Linked DNA regions of Mus musculus: regions 1 and 3 are each linked to region 2. Evidence: chromatin contacts called from public Hi-C and HiChIP or PLAC-seq data. All regions are on one chromosome and are shown on one strand. The core of a region is the stretch at or near the end of the contact, and the rest is flanking DNA. Distances in the headings are between cores, read along the strand shown.

Region 1 (3,350 bases), core at 501-3,000, 40 kb after region 2:
TTTTGCTCTTTCGAGACAGGGTTTCTCTGTATAGCCCTGGCTGTCTTGGAACTCACTTTGTAGACCAGGCTGGCCTCAAACTCAGAAATTCGCCTGCCTCTGCCTGGATTAAAGGCATGTGCCACCACGTCCAGCTATTTGGTTTTTTTGTTTGTTTGTTTTTGTTTTTTTAACTCTGCATGTCTTGATTTGCCTCATATCCTATCCTTTCCAGAACACAGTCCTATGAGCACCCAAGTGCCCGGAAAGGTCCAAGCTTACCTGGTGGGTGCTGGCAGAGGACAAACAAACCTGGAGGGAGCTTATAGACTACCTAAGACCACAGAGCCCCCCAGGATGTCCCACCTGAGTCTCTCCACTGGCCCTCTATGTAGACAGTATTCTCAGGAGCAGAGATGCAGTTAACAGGATGCTGTCCATTGAGCTGTGAGGGTTGAATGAGCTATGGCATGTGGGCACCACCTAGTTTTCACACTGGGCCCGAAGAACTAAAGCTGACCCAAGGAAGAAGTGTCTCAGGATTGTGTCTGCTTCTGCCCTGAAGGGATAGTGTAGGGACCTGATCATGAGATCTCTCTGGGGCTTTGGCTAAATGTGAGGCTCTCAGCCTTGGACCCTGAACCTAAGTCAAGCACAGACTCCTGGCCTTCCCAGGTCTTGATGGCCTCTGTGCTTGTGCTCCCACCATGTTGTGCCTTTCTTCATCTGCAAGGTAGCACAAGAGTTAAGGTCACAGTCAGAGTTCAGAGGCAGAGGCAAGCCCAACCAGAACCCACAAGCCCTGATGCTGCATAAAGGGGGAGGAAGACAGTTTTAAATATATAGCTGAAGGCCAGAAATGATGTAGTCAGGGCCAAGTCCCACTGAGCCAGCCCACCAGGTCTTACCAGCTTGGGCAAGCTTCTCTTGGAGAAGACACGGCGTGGGCAGCAGAGGTGCAAATGGCCAGAACACCAACTTCGCATGTTGAGCCACTCCACTGTGCGGGAAGGCACTGGACCGTCCTCTTTGTGCAGCAAGATTAGCTGCTTCTGGGCACGCACAGCTGTGCTCTCCAACATCTGCTCCAGCTAGGGGAAGAGAAGGGCCTGGTCAGCAAGTTCAGGCAAGCCTGAGCACTGAGCACAATATATAGAACCAAGGACCATCACAGAGTTGTCCCCAAGATCTACACTCAACAATACCCTGATGACTGGCCCCAGAGAAGACAGTGTGTGATTGGTCTAGTTAGTAGCTAGGCTATAAAGACGGCCCATCTTGGGGTTACTAATACTCTGACCACATGGTCCACTCAACTGTAAATGCTGGGTGGCCAACATGACTGTGAGGGTGCTCGGAGTACGAGACAGGAGCATGTCCTGTATCTCAAATACTACTTCATGAATGTGTGCTACAACCTTTACAAATGACGCACACCTTTTGGGGAACTGCCCTTACAAAACAGCACAGCTTCTCTACAATGGGGGGTCACGCCAGAGGGGATGAACTTGGCTGCTCCCAGATTAGACAGGCAGAGGAGATGCCTGAAATGAGAGCTGAGCAGGTAGACCAGAGAGGAGACGAGAACACTAATCAAAATGAAGACTTATTGCTCCTCAGAGTTTTCATTTCTGGGAAGGACATGGGGCTTTTCAGCCATACCTGCAGCCATTCACAAAGGGAAACTGAAAACAAGCCGCTCAGCACTTGGCCGAATCTAATAAGAGCAAACAAACCCTCTGGGGTCAACAGCCTGAAAGCCTCTGAAGACAACTGGCACTGGATTCGGTGCTGTGAAGTAACCAGCAGAGGCTGCAAGCACAGATGGTGCAGTGCTCACAACGGAAAAACAACAGCCACCAAAATGGACCAAACCTGGGGTGGGGGGTGGAGGGTGTCTGTATCAAAATCCTACCTGCTGATGGAAAGGCAAATTTCATGCTGGGTGGAGGTGGCACACACCTCTGATCCCAGCGCTTGGGTGGCAGATGCAGAGGGATCTCTATGAGTTCAGAGGCCAGCCTGGTCTATATAGTGAGTTCCAGGACAGTCAGGGATACAGAGTGAAACCCTGTCCCAAAACACCCAAAAATAAATTTCAGAATGATATAAAATAGGCCTCTGTTTCTCTATAATCTCTAAGAGTGAATACTGCAAAGCGTCTAAAGAGTGGGTGGTAGATATGTGGGTCCTCTTCTGAGTAATATTTCAACCAAAGCAAAGATGGACATAGTTCAGGAGATGGAAGTCCCTCTGAGCACTCACCTCACCTACTGCTGGCTCTTGCTCACCCAAGCCCACGATGAGGATGCAGTCAGCCTGCCGGATGCAGCGCTGGGTCCACGGTGTGAGTGTGCCGTCTGCCTGATACAGCACAATCCGGTGGATGTCCTCCTGCTGGCCCAGCCAACTGGAGAGCCGGTACTCATGGATGCTGCAAGACACAGGGCAGCACCTCACCTTCTTAAAATAATTTTTAAATTTTATTTATGTATGAGTGCTCTGTCTGCATATATATCTGCAGGCCAGAAGGTGGAAACAGATCCCTTTATAGGTGTCATGAGCCACCATGTGGTTGCTGGGAACTGAACTCAGGACCTCTGATAGAGCAGACACCAGCCCCCAAATTTTTTTCTTTTCTTTTCTTTTTTTTTCTTTCTTTTTTTTTTTTTTTTTTTTTATTTAACAGTATCTCACTATATGGCACTGCTGGCCTGGAACTCACTCTGTAGGCTACACTAGCCTTGAATTTACAGAGATTGGTCTGCCTCTGCCTCCTGATTGCTGGCCTCTCACCTTCTTCATTAGCATCCCTCCCACAGAACAGCAAAGGAGGCTTGGAACTGGGCAGTTGAACAGAGGCTGTGGCCAGGTCTAGAGGTTGGTGGCTTAAGAGAAAGTGAGATGCAAAGCTGCCTATATGTTAAAGAGAGGCCTGTTGTCTCCTGGACCTCTAGTGGTACCCAAGGACATATACAGAATAGAGAATACAGCTGGACAAGGAACATGCTGTCATGTGCAGACACCAAGCACAGGGATAATGAGGCCCATCTTAGGACCATGCCAGGACAGCTAAGAAAGAAGTTCGAATTGGCTAAAATTCTCCATGTGAGACCACACGGGGGCAGGGGCGCACCTGTCTAGAGCAGCGGAACCCAGGCGTTGTTTGATGTTGTCACTGGTCAGCAGCAGGACAGGACCTGAAAACAACCACCTATTTCAGAAGTCTGTCCCAGCAGCCACCTCTTAGGAAAAGCAAGGGATCAGGGTTTACACCTTGTCCTGGGGCCAGCTCCTTGAGAGGGATTGCTGGCAACGGGATGAGCCACGCTTTTAGGCTGCCTCTCCAAATCTGGGTCTCCTGTGGACAT
Region 2 (3,308 bases), core at 113-2,612:
GTTAGATCAGTAGCCAGGACAGCCACAAACAAACAAACAAACAAACAAACAAACAAACAAAATGGCCAAGAACAGTTTCCAAAGTCTTATTGGGCAAGCCCAGTATTGTCACAGAGCCTGGGGGCCAGTACAGAGGGTACAGCCCAGTGGAGCCAAGATGGACATTTCTGGTGCCACTATCAAGGGCTAATGAAGCCCCATCTAGACCTCCTACGTAGGCATCACCCTTCCTCTCCCTCTGGACCCTTGCTCTCTTGATTCCCCATGAAGAGTCCCATGTCTGGACTGAACTCAGGACTTCAGAGTCTCCCAGTGCTGGACTTCTTTCTGGGAGCCTCAGAACCATGCTACATGGAATCCAGGGGCCAGGTGTGGGCCCCTCAAGAGGCCAGCTAGCATTCTATTCTTCTTAACAAAGACATCTGATTTTTCTTGAAATCCTAAACTTGGATTTCTCTAATGGAGATCTGAGAGATTTTAGCTGACCCCGGATGAACCTGGGCAGCTGACCATGGAATGCTATTCTCCACAGTACTCAAGACATCTATACCCGTATCTCCTCTGGAGCCCAGCAGGGATTCCGAGTCCTGACCTACCCAGCCTACCAATGTACAGAGAAGCCACTAGGCAGCTCCTGGTCAGCTCTGCTTCAGAACATACCTCACAGTGGCTGTTGTTACCTACTGAACTTGGCAAAGCCGGGGTGTTCCCTGAGAATCCAAGCACTTCGAAATTCTGTGACTTGGTATCTCATGGCATATCCCCCAAGAATGAAAATACTCCCAGTGTTTCAAGAATGGTAAACAGAGGTTAGGACTCCTAGGGACAGGCTAAATGGGGCACTAGCTCATCTGAAGTAAGGGAAACGGAGGAAAAAGGACAAATGACCTGCCCAGAGACTGAATTGTAACTCCAGCCAGCACCCCAAAGCACAGGGACAAGTGGGTCACAGGTAGTAACTAAGAAAACACAGACCGCACCTCAGGGGTGTCATACCTGAGACTGGGTTGTTATACAAAAAGCACAAGGCAGGCTCCCCTCACCCAGGACAGGCAGTCCCCTCACTCACCCAGGAAAGGCACTCCCCTACCAAAGCCAGCCCACAGACCAGGACAGCCCCTGAGGTCGCTCACCTGCACTGGGAGCCAACTTTCAAGGATAGCTTGAGGAAGTTCTGCTTCTGACCTGCACACCTGCTGTCCTCCACACCCCGTCTCCACCTACTTGAACCTGGGGCTGTGGTGGGAGGAGCAGGCTGCTCTCTAGCTGCTGCTCTGGCATCTACTAATTTTACTCTATCTCATTAATTCCAGGCTTACATCTTGCTCCTGTGGAGGGAGGAAGAGCAGCGTCCCTAGTTGTCAGGACGGACTTTGGAACTGACCTGGGGATGACAGAGAAGGCAGGACTAGGGACACCCTCCCGCTTACTGTGGACCTTGTCCTCTGCCCTTCTTACTTGGGCCAGGCCAGATGGAGTCAAGTAACAAGTGACTGAGCGTCCAGAGGCTACAGGGCTGGGTGCTGCAGAGCTGCAGAGCTGCAAATGTAGGTGAGTCAGAGAAAGTCACTTTTCTTTAGACCTGTTGGGATTTTAAAACATAAGGTACTGGATAAAGCTCGGTTAAATATAGGTAGAATTGTTTACCTAGCATGCAGGAAGTCCTATGTTCAAGCCGCGGCACCATAGGAAATCGATGTGGAGGTACCTGATGAAGTCCTAGCACTCAGGAGGCAGGAGGATCAGATGTTTTAGGTCATCCTATGAGTACAAAGCCAGCTTGTAGGGGAGACCTAGCCTCAAAAAAAAAAAAAAAATGGAGAAAATGGAGCTGGAGAGATGATAGTTCAGTGGGCAAAGAGCTTGCCATACAAGCATGAGGTCCTGAGTTCAGAGGCACGACACTGACATAAAAGCTAGGTATGGTGGCCCATGTCTGTAATCCCAGTGTTGTGGACAGGGTTGGGGGCAAAAGCTGGTGAATTTCGACATCTTCCTGGCTAACCAGTCTAGCTAAACTGCAGAGCTTCGGGTTCAGTGAAAGACTCAGTCTCAGATGGATGATAGTAGATAAATGGATAAATAGTAGATAGATAGGTAGATGAATAGATAGATATAGACAGATGATAGATAATATATAATAGAGACAAGATAAATATATGATAGATAGATAATAGATATATAGGAAATAGAGATAGAGATGATAGAGATGATAGATAGATAGATAGATAGATAGATAGATAGATAGATAGAAGACAGATAATAGATATAGACAGATAGACAGACAGATGGTGTTCTTTTAGGGTTTCTATTGCTGTGATAAAACATCATAACCAAAAATAACTTGGGGAAGAAAGGGCTTGTTTGGCTTACACTTCAAGGTAACAGTTCATCACTGAGGAAAGTTAGGGCAAGAACTCAAGCAGGACAGGAACTTGGAGGCAGGAGCTGATGCAGAGGCTGTGGAGAAGTGCTGCTTACTGGCTTGCTCTTTCTTCCCTGTTTGGCCTGCCTTCTTATACAACCCAGGGTCACCAGTGCAAGGGTGGCACCGCCCACAGTGAGCTGGGCACTTCCACATCAATCATTAATCCAGAAAATGTTCTACAAGCTTGCCTAGAGGCCAGTCTGGTGGGGACATTTTCTCAGTTGAGGTTTCCTCTCTCAAAATGACTCTGGCTTGTATCATATGGACATAAAAACTAGCCAGCACAATTAGCTCTGCTTCAGAGCAACCTCACAGTGAATGTTGCTGCCTTCTGGACTAGTCAAAGCCAGAGTGTTCCCTGAGCCTCCAAGCACTCTGAAATTCTGTGACTTTGTATCCTGTAGCATACCCCACAGGAATGAAGGCACTCCCTTCAATCCCGGGTTCATGCAATTGAGGATTCACTCACCTTCACCAATGGCCTCCTCTGACATCTCTTTAGAAGTTCAGCCCTGCCACTCAGTGCCAAGTCTCACCAAGTCTCAGCTACTCTCCAGGACCCCTTCATGCCTTCAAAACCAACACTACTTGCAGGACTTTTACAATATCAGTTTTTTGTTTGTTTGTTTGTTTGTTTGTTTTGTTTTGTTGGGGTCCAAGAATGACCTCACAGACCACAGGAAGACTAATTTCCGTCAGACAGGAATAGTTCATTGAACATGAGCGATCAGGGCCACAATCCAGTTGCTGGAACTGAACAGTGACCCCGAGTTAAAGGGTTTTTTTTTGTTGTTGGGTTTTTTTGTTTTGTTTTGTTTTTTTGAGACAGGGTTGTTCTGTGTAGCCCTGGCTGTCCTGGAACTCACTCTGTAGACCAGGC
Region 3 (3,563 bases), core at 826-3,325, 46 kb before region 2:
TCAACAGTGACCTATGCACAGTGGCCCCATCTCTCGCAGGAGCTTCTACAGGTCTAGAAGGTCAACATAGCCAGTCCAGCATGCAGCAGAGGGGTAAGGTGCACCGCATGCCTTGGAGATCTGGGGGCCCACAGCAACTTCCTGTAATCCCTCAGAGCTTTATCTAAAGAGACTGGGCACCCTTAGACTCTCATCCAGCTCCAAGGAGTTGGGAAGTAGAAGGAAGTTCAAATGTAAAGACCTGTGGTCAGATCTGTCCCCAGGTTGCCATGGTTATTTGAGATAACCAGACCAACTTCTTTGTAGGTAATGGTACTCGCAGCCTGGGAAGCATTTGATGGGGATTGGGTGTAGCTGAGAGGCAATTCCCCCAAACCTGCTGTGCAGCGAGACCTTCCCACCGCGGGACAGAGCACACGCTGGCCCTGAGTACCAGCACGTACCGTAGCCGGGGAGGCTATTAATAATTTCCATATATCGTACTCCCATTATGAGCAAAAATAACCAGCATGAGCAGCAGCAAAGCTATCTGGCACCCCACCCCCAAGTCTCAGAGAGCCCAAAATAGCAGCCTGGGAAAGGCTTGGCGGCATCTAGCCCAAGGGGTCCGGGCTGGGCTTTCCCTGTGCTGACCCAATGCCTCCATAGCTGGCTCTTATCCAGGGGGCTTGGCCTCACCAGGTCCCATGGGGCACAGAGCGTGGGATGATCTCAGGGCAGGGGGAAGGTATGCATGGTTTGAAGAGAAATACAGAATATGAGGATAGTCTTAGGATCTGCATGCAGGGCTTAGAGGAGGACGGAACGTGATCACCAGGAGATACCTACAGCTTCACACAAGGGCCTTCTGGGTCACAGATCCTCCAGAAGCTGCAGGATCCAGGGAAACTAGGGATGTGCAGCACCCCATACACACATCATGTTAGGATCAGGCCCACTCAGAGTCCCCTAAGGCCCCTCCCTCCCCTGGGCCTGACCTGGCTTCATCAGAGACAGGGGAGCCAAGGACTGGGCTATTCTCTTCCGACTGTGGGTTCAGACTCTCTGCCAAGTGGCTCGGGGAGAAGGAAGTCTGAGTGAGATGGTGAGGGGCAGTGGGTGAAGGGTCTGGGGCTTCCCACAACTTCAACTGCATTGTTAGTGTCCTAGCGATGTTCCAGATGGTCAGTCTTCCCTAAGCCCGGCTCTTAATGGGACCCAAACCCCCTGACTGGGAGGCTTGTCTCAGGGTGGGCTGTGCTTCTTAAGTGTGGAGGCTCAAGCCTCATCTGTTAGGTAGATGGGCTGACCAGGAGCATTCTGGGAGCTAGAGGTGCACGGTTATGCTTTCTATATGGGGTCACTAGGCTAGTTTATATATGCCAGGCAGGCTCTCCCCACGCACCTAGGCTGCCCTCTAGTGGCCAGGTGGCCTGGTGTGCAGCCAGCACTCCTAGGTTCGAAGTCCCATTATCCACAGTGTGGATCTGTAGAGGCAGTGGGGTGTTTTGGAAGAGGTTTGTTTGTTTGTTTGTTTTATTTTCATAGCCTACCTGGGCAGGGGCTAGGGCAAGAGAGACGCCGTCCCACTCCTATTTAGCTACTGTCAGCTGCCCTTGCTGGGTGAGGGGAGGCAGCAGAACCCAGAGCCACCTCCTCCAGGAAGGGCCCTGGCTTTGGCCTAGCTTGAGCTTCAGGGATCTTTGTGGCCTATTATTTTGGTCAGACCAGCCTAGGATGGGTCTCTGGCCATTTCTGCTGAATCTTCTCTGAGATCATGATAGACCAGTGCATGGGTGACCTGGCAAGCCCAGGCTCTCAGTGAAGATCCCTGCCTGTCCAGTACAAAGGCTTGGATACGGTTCCACAGGAGGGAGAGGTCAGGACTAGGCTGAAAACAGATGGAGGTAATAGGACCCCTTTCCTGACCCTCTGCTGCCCAGGTGGGACACTCAGAGCTGTACAGCCAGCTGGGTCAGAGTAGCCGGGAGGGAACCTCAGGAAAACAATCAAGAAATCCAGAGGGGCTAGGGTTGTGGCTTCTGGAAGTATAAGTTTCCCCTGCTCCCCCACTCCCCTGAACTGCAGGAGGGCTGGGCAGGTGCCCAGGCTGGCTTAGGACCAGACTGCATGGCTGGCCTAGGACCCCAGTGCCAGCCCGTACTCCTACCTCTGTGCTGGCCTGAAGCCAAACACTTTTTTTTTTTTTTTTTTTTTTTTTGCAAAGCTATCTTTTTACCTTGATAAGCTGTTTTAAAAATGTAAATAAAATAACTCGGCAGACAAAAGCAGGCATTGATTCTGCCCAGAGCCAGCCGCTGCCCTCGACATGAAATATCGCAGCACATTGAGTCGTGAGTCCTTGCTAATCCAGGCAGACAAGCTTGAATGAGGCCCCTTTGGACGGGCGCGGTGGTGGGCAGTGGAGCATGCACCGCCTGCTGGGCGGCCCTGTCCTGGACAATGGCTTTTCTTCCCAGAAGGGGCCTGTGCAGGACAAGAGCCCCCTTTGTGTAGAATGTCTGCCTTGGAGAGCAAGAGAGGCACATTCAGCAGCCCCAGACACTCTTTGAAAAGCTTCAGTGTAACAGAAGACGCTGAAACACTAGCTTGCCTTCTGCCTCGCAGCACTCTCTCCAGGCACAGCCGCCATTCAGCCTTAAGAACGGGCGGGGGGTGTGGGGGGGGGCATGTCAATGCCCAACCCCACATTGTTCCTGGCTGTGTGGCCATCTTGGTTTCTCCGTGCCCCTCAATAGTTTTGAGAGGCAGGTGTGACAGGAAATGAAGCTATGTGAGTCGTGGTACTGCTGACACATGGCCTTCTCCCAGGGCCAACCAAGGTCTACGGGGCTTAGGTGGCTGGCTTCTGGTGACAAATACCTAAATCACAGCTGTAGGAGTGGAGGCCTCCAGAGCACTGTTCTGTCCCTAACGAGTGCTCATCTTTGACTCTCAATGGCAACAGGGTGGAAGTCATGATGCTGGAATGAGTGATGGCCTCATTGAGTTCAGCAGGCATGTGTGGGCCAGAGTCCACTTGAGGCATCCTCTAGCCATGAGCTGGGGTCTGTATCTCTTAGGCTGCATGACAGAACTCTAGTTGTGCAGTGACTGGAAGCCCCTCCTTCTCCAGGCACCTCATGCAGATCTGGTCACAGCCTGGGCCTCCTAGCTGGGTCTGGGACTCTGAATACAGAACTTTAGGACTAGACTCTTACAACCTTCTGGGCCTGCACCAAAGATGTCAGTGCTAGCAAAGTTAACCCAGAAACTATAATGCCAACAGCACACAAGTTCTCCTCCGGAGACTCCTGCCCTAGGGTATCCGGGCAGCACAGGCTGAGCGGTCTCAGCCATTTAAGTGTTTCTGTCTGGGGTGCCTGCCTACATACTCAGCAAACAGACAGATTGATCAACTGACAAATGGACAAAGGGCAGGAGAGTGGCCTGCCAGCTTAGGGATGTTTGCCACGTGCTACACAGTCTTGCTGGAGCTCATCGGCAAGATTGGCCCGCCAGAGCTGAGAGGGGCTAGGAGGCAATCTCAGAAGGGCTCCTCTGGGCATGCAATGAACAGAGTT

What was found. A called contact is a pair of places that touch in the nucleus more often than the background predicts. HiChIP or PLAC-seq counts read pairs in DNA pulled down with a chosen protein or histone mark.
Region 1: a Hi-C map of liver shows a contact between it and region 2, with 1.9 times the contacts expected there. The contact joins the enhancer-like site here to the promoter of Entpd8 in region 2. A contact is called at or near these places in 14 of 39 promoter capture datasets (the HPC-7 cell line, the SN4741 cell line, embryonic stem cells and 7 more), 4 of 484 Hi-C or Micro-C datasets (all in liver), 1 of 115 datasets of contacts at active chromatin or transcription factors (embryonic stem cells) and 4 of 9 other capture datasets (adipose tissue, embryonic stem cells, liver and 1 more).
Region 3: a contact with region 2 is called in an HNF4G HiChIP or PLAC-seq map of pancreatic cancer cells. The contact joins the enhancer-like site here to the promoter of Entpd8 in region 2. A contact is called at or near these places in 6 of 39 promoter capture datasets (the HPC-7 cell line, cranial neural crest, embryonic stem cells and 2 more), 1 of 15 datasets of contacts at CTCF or cohesin (pro-B cells), 6 of 484 Hi-C or Micro-C datasets (2-cell embryo, the 63-12 cell line, bone marrow-derived macrophages and 3 more), 4 of 115 datasets of contacts at active chromatin or transcription factors (the HPC-7 cell line, embryonic stem cells, liver and 1 more) and 4 of 9 other capture datasets (adipose tissue, embryonic tail, liver and 1 more).

The regions. Positions count from the first base shown.
Region 1 is chr2:25,038,666-25,042,015 of GRCm38.p6, reverse strand. Pnpla7 (patatin-like phospholipase domain containing 7) reads right to left here. Exons shown (of 35, transcript NM_146251.4): 22 at 3,116-3,179; 23 at 2,245-2,413; 24 at 888-1,070. Among named protein-coding and RNA genes, the nearest start is that of Nsmf, 14 kb to the left of the region's middle. Within about 2 kb of position 1,750, at least 4 of the 459 cell types and tissues checked have an H3K27ac peak or open chromatin away from gene starts, as enhancers often do. A contact at or near this core is called in liver and pancreatic islet, where this site is marked.
Region 2 is chr2:25,078,377-25,081,684 of GRCm38.p6, reverse strand. It overlaps Entpd8 (ectonucleoside triphosphate diphosphohydrolase 8), which reads right to left and starts at 1,362. Exons shown (of 10, transcript NM_028093.1): 1 at 1,134-1,362.
Region 3 is chr2:25,125,228-25,128,790 of GRCm38.p6, reverse strand. The region is part of intron 2 of Gm13387 (predicted gene 13387); the gene reads left to right. Among named protein-coding and RNA genes, the nearest start is that of Gm13387, 18 kb to the left of the region's middle. RefSeq lists an enhancer at 701-3,563. Within about 2 kb of position 2,075, at least 75 of the 459 cell types and tissues checked have an H3K27ac peak or open chromatin away from gene starts, as enhancers often do. A contact at or near this core is called in liver and pancreatic cancer cells, where this site is marked.